Linked DNA regions of Cricetulus griseus: region 2 is linked to region 1. A link is a contact called in public Hi-C data. All regions are on one chromosome and are shown on one strand. Each heading gives the region's core, a stretch centred on a gene start, on an enhancer-like site or on the middle of the called end of the contact. The rest is flanking DNA. Distances are from core to core; before and after follow the strand shown.

Evidence for each region. A called contact is a pair of places that touch in the nucleus more often than the background predicts.
Region 2: a Hi-C map of the CHO-K1 cell line shows a contact between it and region 1, with 2.9 times the contacts expected there. The contact joins the enhancer-like site here to the promoter of LOC118239205 in region 1. A contact is called at or near these places in 2 of 8 Hi-C or Micro-C datasets (both in the CHO-K1 cell line).

What each region holds. Positions count from the first base shown.
Region 1 is chr7:132,741,313-132,745,423 of CriGri-PICRH-1.0, reverse strand. It overlaps LOC118239205 (translation initiation factor IF-2-like), which reads left to right and starts at 2,083. Exons shown (of 7, transcript XM_035448178.1): 1 at 2,083-2,400; 2 at 3,551-3,650. The coding sequence starts at 2,083. Bahcc1 (BAH and coiled-coil domain-containing protein 1) reads right to left here and starts at 3,093. Exons shown (of 29, transcript XR_004770886.1): 1 at 2,894-3,093.
Region 2 is chr7:132,815,417-132,819,527 of CriGri-PICRH-1.0, reverse strand. No RefSeq gene overlaps it. Among named protein-coding and RNA genes, the nearest start is that of Actg1, 25 kb to the left of the region's middle. Within about 2 kb of position 2,192, at least 5 of the 6 cell types and tissues checked have open chromatin away from gene starts, as enhancers often do. A contact at or near this core is called in the CHO-K1 cell line, where this site is marked.

The DNA.
Region 1 (4,111 bases), core at 834-3,333:
AAATTCGCCCAGGATCTTCCTCTGCGGATTGGGGGCTTTGGGGGAGGGGGCTCAGAGAGTCAGAAACTGTTTTCTCTCGGCCTCCCAAATCGGCCACGACGTTTCTCCATTCAGCGCCTGCCCGATCACCTAACCGAGGCAGGTCTCCGCGTGGCACCCTGACCGACCCTGCGGGGAAGAACCGAGACTAGCACAGCGCAGCCGTCTCCTGGGTCTGGGGCCCAGCAGACCCGGGCTCTCGGTCTTCCATCCCCACCTCTGGCAAGGCCAACTTGAAACGACCCTCCTTCTCCCTTTCCTGCCACCCCCTCCCATCGTGAAATGTGTACTCCCGGGCGAAATCGCAGACAATTTCAAACTCTGAGAGCAGCGACCGAGCAAGCGATGTAAAGTGTACACCGCCATGCACGTGCGACCAAAGTCTCTCGGCCATCCTCCATTTCGGATACTTCTTTTATTTCCGAAATACACATTGTCTTAATGCTTGGTCTCAGCTCCCACAGAAAGGAGGTATTCTTAATTGTGAACTTTACAGAAAATCTGATTTTTTTTTTTAAAAAAAGCCGTCCCACCGTGACAACAAAGCGATTAAGATGTTTTCTATTTCGTAAATACCATTTAAATTGCTATATTTTATGCTCTGGGTTCTACACTGTCTTATTTGCACACTATTTTGTGTCTGATTTAATCTATAACCGAAAACATAATGTATTAAGTGAATACATATTTGCTCATGTGATAAGCTTTTTTTTAATATTTATTCGGAGAATTTTGCATTGTAAATAAACGGGACTACACAAAGACTTCTCTTTGTGTTCAAACCGCATACAAAGGGGTTTGGGGCTCTCTTCCCTCTGGGGAGTTTCACTCTCCCCGGGTCCAACAAACAGCTCGCCTCTACGCGGCGCAGGCCTGCTCAGCTATCGCCAGGGCGAGGAAGGCGCAGGCAAGGCCGAGGCGCTGCCGGCGCCGGGGTCAGGGGAGGGGCTGCCCAGGGCCGGTGAGGGACTCGCGCGCCCCTACCCAGGCCGGCGCCTCTCGAACCCCGGAGGGCGCCGAGGAGGACAAAGGGAAAGAAGGAAGGGGAGGGAGGTCAGGAACCTGCCGCTTCAAAGGCGCCGAGGGCCGGAGTGGGGTCGGAGGCTGCGCGCGGTACAAGGCTCCGCGACGGCCTCCGGGGAGTCGTGTGCGCCGGGCTTTTGTTCTGGGCCCCCACCCCAGTAAGACGTCTCAAAGTGTGAGCGAAAAGTGGGGTCTGCGAGCGATTCTCGGGACGCGGGCTTTGCGCTCTCGCCGCGGCTTGGCTCCCCACCCCCTGCGGGCCGATCGCTGGCTCGTTTGTGCCTCTCCGCCCGGCCCGCAGGATTTCCTACGCAAACAAGGGCTGGATTGTGTCGCCAGTGCCCGCCGCTGCGCTTCTGGCCGGACTGAAGGGGACCTTCCTTTGTGTCCCGTCCTGCCGGAGCGCTGCCGGCGCGCCCTGCGATGCTCGCGCCCTGGGCCTGGGAGAGCCGGCTCGGCACGGAACGAGGAGCGGCAGCCAACGGGGCCGCGATGCGAGAGCCGAGGCCCGGGGCTGCGATGCAGCCGTCCGCGAGTCCCCAGGCTCCGAGGCCTCCTCCTCGCGCCCCATCTCAGGACTGGACGCCGCAGTGGACCCCGGGCAGTGTCGGACCAGAGGAAACAAAGTGGCCGAGAGCCCCTCGCGGCCGCCGATAAGAACCGCCGATAAGAAAGCGTCTAAGGACCGGAACCCCAGAAAACCTGCCCCGGGTGGCTGGGCGTGACCCCCAGAGCCGCGGTTCCTCCAGACGCCCGGCCAGCACTGGTACCCCCGGGCGTCCTCGAGGATTGCTTTGTTTTCAGATTTTTGCATCTAAAAGCCGGGTCTTAGCCGCCTTTGTCCTCCCGTGCAAGCCAAGCTCTGGGGTCCGTGGGCTCGCTCGGGCCGCGTTCCCCGCGCGGGTGGGCTCAGCGGGGCCTGCAAGGCCAGGCCGCAGCCAGAAGCGCACCGGACGCGAGTGGCTCCAGCGTCGCTGCACAACCCGCTCCCTGCGAAACCCGCCGTCCCCACCCCACCCCATGCCGGCGAGGAACAAGAGACCCCGGCTCTGGGAGTGGACCCGTCCCCCGACCACGCCACTCGCGAGGGTCGTGGCCCCGATCCCGCGTGCTGCCCGGAACGCACCGCATGAAAACGCCCCACTGTTGGGCGACCCCCTCCACCCCCCACTCCTCCAGAAGGAAAAAGAAATGTTCCGAAAAGAATTACGTCTGTGGGGAGAGAAGCCTGAAAGCCTGCCAGTCCCCCTCCAATCCCCTGTCCCCCTCACTGAGGCCCGGAAAGCAGCAGCCGTGGCCACCGAGAGCCGACCGTTCCCTGCGCTGGGGAGCGCCCGGGCGGGGCCCATTCAAGATTGCTGGGGGAGGGGAGCGGGATGGGGGAGCAAATAATTGGGGTTCGCTCGTGGTTCCTCCGGAGCTGGGATCTCACTCCCTGCCCACTCGGGGCTACCCGCGGGGCTCTTGCTGAAGGAAACGTGGCGGTCTCTGTCCTGTCTGGATAATTTATTTTTAATGCAGGGTGTCGATCGAGACAAGAAGCGCTCAGAGCAAAGCAAGGACGCATTACGGGGGGAATTTTAAACCGATCGATAAAATTTTTCAAAGGAAAAAAAATATCGTACTCATATATACATATATATATAGTCCATTTTAAAAAAAGCCTTTCAACATCATAACGGATTTTAAAAGGGAAGATCTATTATTCCTTAACACCACAATCCTGAATTTCTTCTGCTTAAAAAAAATGTAAATCCCCAAAAGCCAAAATAAAATAAAATAATAAAAATACAAAAAAATTTTAAAAATGAAAGCAATTTCAGTTACTTACTGGAGGCTGTTTCCTGGATACAATTGAATGCAATACAATTAAATCAGTAAATGTGACTTTGGTTTGTATTCCTATTGGTATTTTCAATGTGCTGACTGTTGCACTGTGAATGCACGGCTTCCACAACAACGACTCTAGCGAGCCCATCCAGAGCGGCTCTCAAACCTGCAGCCCGGCGCGGCGAGCCACGGGCCCTGCATACTAATAAGCTCGTGCCACTCAACCCGGAGCAGCCCGCGCGCTGATTGGCCGCGCGGCCCTCCACGGCCCCGAGCTCGTGCCACTCATTCGGCGTAAACAGGCCTCCCAATAGGCTGGCGCCGGGCCAGGGAGCTGCCAATCAGGGAGCAGCAGGGCTACTACCAAGCCTGATGGCGCCTAATTCAAGCCGAGCGACTGCGCAGCTCCTCTGCGCAGATCCTTGCTGCTGAATGGGAATGTGGTGGCGCAGGGCGGGAGAGGAGCACTGGCGACTGGGCAAGGAGTGGGAGCTTGGGTCCGCGTCCGGGGGAGCTATGGGTGTTTGCTTTTCCTTAACCTGTCAGGTCTAAAGTTGGGGGTTTTGCTCGTTTGCTTGCTTTTGCACGGAATAAAAAGAAAACAGCCTCACGCGGTAAACCAGAGGCCCTGTCCACTGCCCTGGGGTCTGTGTGGCAGGTGGCGGAACCTGGGGCCCCCGAAGGCCAGACTTCAAAGCGCAGAGACCGGTCTTGCACCCCGACTCCCAGGCCGCCACACACTCGGACCCCAGCCGGAGGTTGCACTTGGGTCTGAGGCGTGGCCGCACAGACTCCATGAATGCTCGCCCGGCCCTTCCTTGCTCTGCCCGAGAGGCAGGAGAAGAACCTTTCTTCCCCAGCCACCCATCTATCTGTGCGCTCTCAATTTTATCTCCCGCAGCCACACTCCGCAGCGCAGCAACAATCGAAATGAAAATCGAGGCTCTGTTGCTAAGATAAGGGTTTACTTTTCCCCCATCAGCTCCTAGATTTTAAAAATACCTTCGCTTGGTAATTTTAGGGGTGGTTGTCATGGTGTGAAACCCGTGCTTAGCATTTATTTCTCAACGCCTGTCCTTGCACGGTCACAAAATTCTCACTACAATGGAAAACAGCCTCCAAACAATTCCCTTTATCAGCATCAGAACCAAACCGCTTTAAAAAAAAAAAAACCAAAAACATTCTGCAAGCAAATATTTCGGTTAGAATTTGGTTGCCT
Region 2 (4,111 bases), core at 943-3,442, 74 kb before region 1:
TCCCCAGTGATGGCGACGTTCGTCGTCACCCTCTCTCCTGCCCTTCTAGCCTCTATGCATTTACCTCCCGTTTATATGCCCCTCCTGCAATAGCTTGGTCAGGTGGCCCCATGGGGCTCAGGGCTGTGCGCTGGACACCTGCCGAGGTAGCCCCATCTCCAGGGATTTCCTGCGCTCCCGACCATCCCTCCCCCACCCTGACATCTCACGTGGGCCAATGCTCTCTTAAAGCCTTCTGTCCCTGCCTTCTGATTCCTTCAGATCCCCGATAAGCACTCCGCCCTCCCTGGGGGCTTACTGATGACATGCTATGTGCCCCAGGGAGCCCACTAACGGTTGCTCGACTCCAAAGAACAGGGATGATTGGACTCTCAGACTTAAGGGTGACGCACCCTAGCATGCAACTGAGGTGAGGCAGTGACTAGCTGTGACTGCAGGTGACCACGGCTGCGGGCAGGGGGCTCTCTGCCTGACTCACAGACGGCACCCCTCCCCCCTCAGCACCAGTCCTGATCTTTGGAGAGAAGCATTCATTCCAGGCTGACAGCCTGGACTGGGGGGACTGGGGGGACTCAGTAGCAGGTGGGGTCTGTCCTGGTCAGCTGGGTCAGTGCCCACTACCTAATTTTTATTGTCCGTCTTGCCTGAAGGACCCAGACCCTTCCTCGTACCTCTACAATGGTTTCCTTTCACACCCGGGGAAAGTCACATCTCCTGGATGTAGACTCCTGGCTTTTGCAGAGCCCCCAAAGGTTAAAGTGGTGGAGGCTGCAAAGGCAGAATGCCTGGGAGCCCGAGGGCACACAGCCACCACTGGTTCCCACCAGAGGTTCTTTCCACACCGGCCACCTCCAGTACTTCCAGTCTCTTATCAGCACAGGCTGTGTGGTCTCAAAACAGCAGGGAAAGGGGTGTGTTTAAACTTCATGGGGTCGGGGCTCCCCTCTGCCCAGCACCCCACACTTAGGACACCTGCCAGGGCCACTAGTGTCAGGCTACAGTTTGCTAGGGATACATTGACACAGGTTCTTTTAGACTCCTAATTCTAGGAGGGTGACCTTGGAAATGCCCCCACTTTGGCCAACCTACTCTCTCTTCTCCAACAACCTGAACGAACTTGAGCAGACTTTCCAAGTCTATCCATGCATGCTGTGAGGGCAGTGAGGGTTCCCAGGGCCTGACGCCTCCCCTGCAGGCTGTGCGGAGAGGGTGTCTGTGGCTACAGCCTGCAGCACTGTGGCCTGGCTGCAGTGGATGCCTGCAGCCTCTGCTTTGCTGAGGAATTGCGCTGAAGCAGTTTCTAGGTGGAAAGTGTTGGGAGCAGAGGTCAGGAGACCCAGACCTGACCCCCGACACCCCAGTTCAGCCTAAAGCCTGTTGCTGGCTCCACGCTTCTGAGCCACCACTTTCCACTCCAGACAGAGTCCACTACAGGTGACTGATTGGAGAAAGGGTGAGCCGGGCGGTGGTAGCGCTCGCCTTTAAGCCCAGCAGAGGGAGGCAGATCTCTGAGTTCGAGGCCAGCCTGGTCTACAAAGCGAGTTCCAGAACAGCCAGGACTGTTACCCAGAGAAGGCCTGTCTCGAAAAACCGGAGAAAGAAAACGGGGAAATAAAAAAGAAAGAGGCTGACTTAGGAGAGTCAGGGCGGGAGCCTGTCCCATGCCCGCCCCAGCCCAGTGAGTCTTGGCTGGGAAAAGAGGCTCAGGTTAGTAAAGACGCTCTCTGGGCAGTTTCCCACGTGGCCTCTCTTCGCAAAGACGGGAGCCCTCACATCCCTGAAGTCAGGTTTTAGGAAACATCCCATGCTGGCTGCCGGGTCCTGTTCTTCGCCACAATTCCCAGGAGACACGGAGGAAACGAGGATGGGAAACCGGGGACAGAGAATGCAAGTGCCCGTCCAAGGTCAGCCCCTGAGCGGGCTGCGTGGCGGGCGGCGGCTCCTGGCTCGCGTGTGCGAACAAGCGGGGTTCCGGGAGGCGCGCGGGGCCGGGCCGGGCGGGCCGGGCCGGGGCCGGGGTGGGCGCGCAGGTGGCGGGCCGGAGCGGGCGCGCGGCGCGGGCGCCGAGAACAAAAGGGAGCCCCGCTCCCGCCCCGCCGCCCGCCCGCCCTCGGCCAATTGGCGCGGCCGGAGCAGCAGAGGCCCTCTAATTGGCTGCTCGGCGACCAATCACGCGCCAAAGCCGAGAGCCCCCGCCGCCCCACGTGGGGTGGCTCCCTGCTAGGGGAGGGCGGGGCGGGAGTGGGGACGCGCACCGCGCGCCTCGGGGACCTGACGGCGACCGCGTTGCCCTGGGGATCCCTGCGGTCCCGTGGGGGCGTCGTCAGGCTCCTTCAGCGCCTCGGGAGCGCAGAGCCTCCCGGGCGGGCGGTAGTGGGGCCAACGCGGGGCTGTCCCTGCCCCCCCTGGGAGGTGACGGGGAGGCAGAAGAGCGCCACCTGGGTTTGCTCGGAGGCTGAAGCGGGTGGGGTGGAGGGAAGAAGACACGGTCCTGCTGTTCAGTGGGGGAGGCATCGATTCATTCTTGGATGGAGTCCGGCTTTGACACTTCTCATGCCCTGGGGACACAAAGAGAGGTGGCCCCCGTTCAGGCTTGGGGATAGCCTCCCCCTGACCGTTTCCATTAGCCTCCCCTCCAAACTACTCCAAGTGGAACATGCAAGAATGTTTTTTGATACGGGCAATTGATGCGGTCTTACATTTTTATGGCACCCTCAGACGGGACATTTGGGGAGAGTTGAATAAATGGAAAATACATGAATTAAAGGAGAGATGTGTGGTGCCCAGGCTAGTAACGAAGGGGAGCTGTAGTGGAGAAATGGGCCCCTTTCAGGAGCTGTGACCTTAGAAAGGGCACGCAGTGACCTGGCAGGGAGGTACTGGGTGGTGTATACGTTCCTCAGGCTTTCTAGTGCTCCCCACTGACTGGATCCAGGCCCACCTTGGAGCAAAGGAAGCTGGGCTGACATGTCTACAGCCAGTTTGTGTTGCGGACGGGAGAGCTGGGTGGTGGTGGTGTGTCAGGGTGCCCGGGGCCAGCGACAGGAGTGTGTCCTGCACCCGCTCAAGTGTGTCACAAAAGACTGGGTTTTTGCTTCGTGAGCAGTAGGTCCATGCCGCATAGGTGTGTCCTGTCTCCTACTGAGGCAGCCTCGCGATGGATAGGTGGGATTGGGTTGAACCTTTTCCACTGTAGAAGACATCTTGTAAGTCGGAGCTAGGAGACGGAGGATGCTGCTGTTCAGGTGTCTCAGCTGCCCTCCTAGGCGAGCCCTTTCCATTAGGTACCTTGACGTCTCTGCAGTGGGCTCAGGGCAGTAGTGGGACCCTGAGTTCTGTCTCGGGGACTTGGATCCTCTTTATGGGTGTCCTCTCAAGGGTGCCTTGTCGGCCAGCACACACTGGAGTTTGCCCAGATGGCTCTGAGGTCAGGGAGCCTTCGTTAATTCAACATGTCTTTTGGGAGAGGTCCTTCTGTATGTAACAGGATAGGCTCAGCCCTGGGGGTGCTCAAGAAAAGAAAGGCACAGTCCAGGCTTGGAGAAATTTGTGGTTCACTGTGTGGCCATGCTCACGCCCAGATGAAGTACTGGAGCCCCAGAGGTCCAGAAAGCCAGGGGCAAGGGAAAGATTTGGTGCTTGAGGCAGTTTTGAAAGACAATTAGGAGTTGGGTGGTGGAGAAGGGATGACACCAGGTGTTCCAAGAATGTGGCCTCTGGCAGATGTGGTCGTGTGCAGGGGGTCTCTGACACGTGGAAGTCAGGGGACACTGGCAATGCCCCCCTTCCATACGGAGATACTAACAGGGTTATTGCGTGGCTGCAAGGAGAATGTGCTGTGTGCAGTCCCGTGTCTCGAGATTGGCAATTACAGGCTCCATGCTCATGCATGCGCCGTCAGTACAGGCGCTGGTTGCAGTTGGGGAGGTTGTTGTGGCTTGTGAGATGAGGTGTCTGTGTGGGGATACGGATGGCTTTCTTGCTCTTCCATTGCATGCGGCTGGCCTCACCTGTCCCCTGTTGCTGTCCTACAGTGCAACAGGTCTGCCCGCAGAGTCCTCAGCCTGTCGGCCAACCCAGACAGCCTTCTTGTGAGCAGGGGCAGCAGATA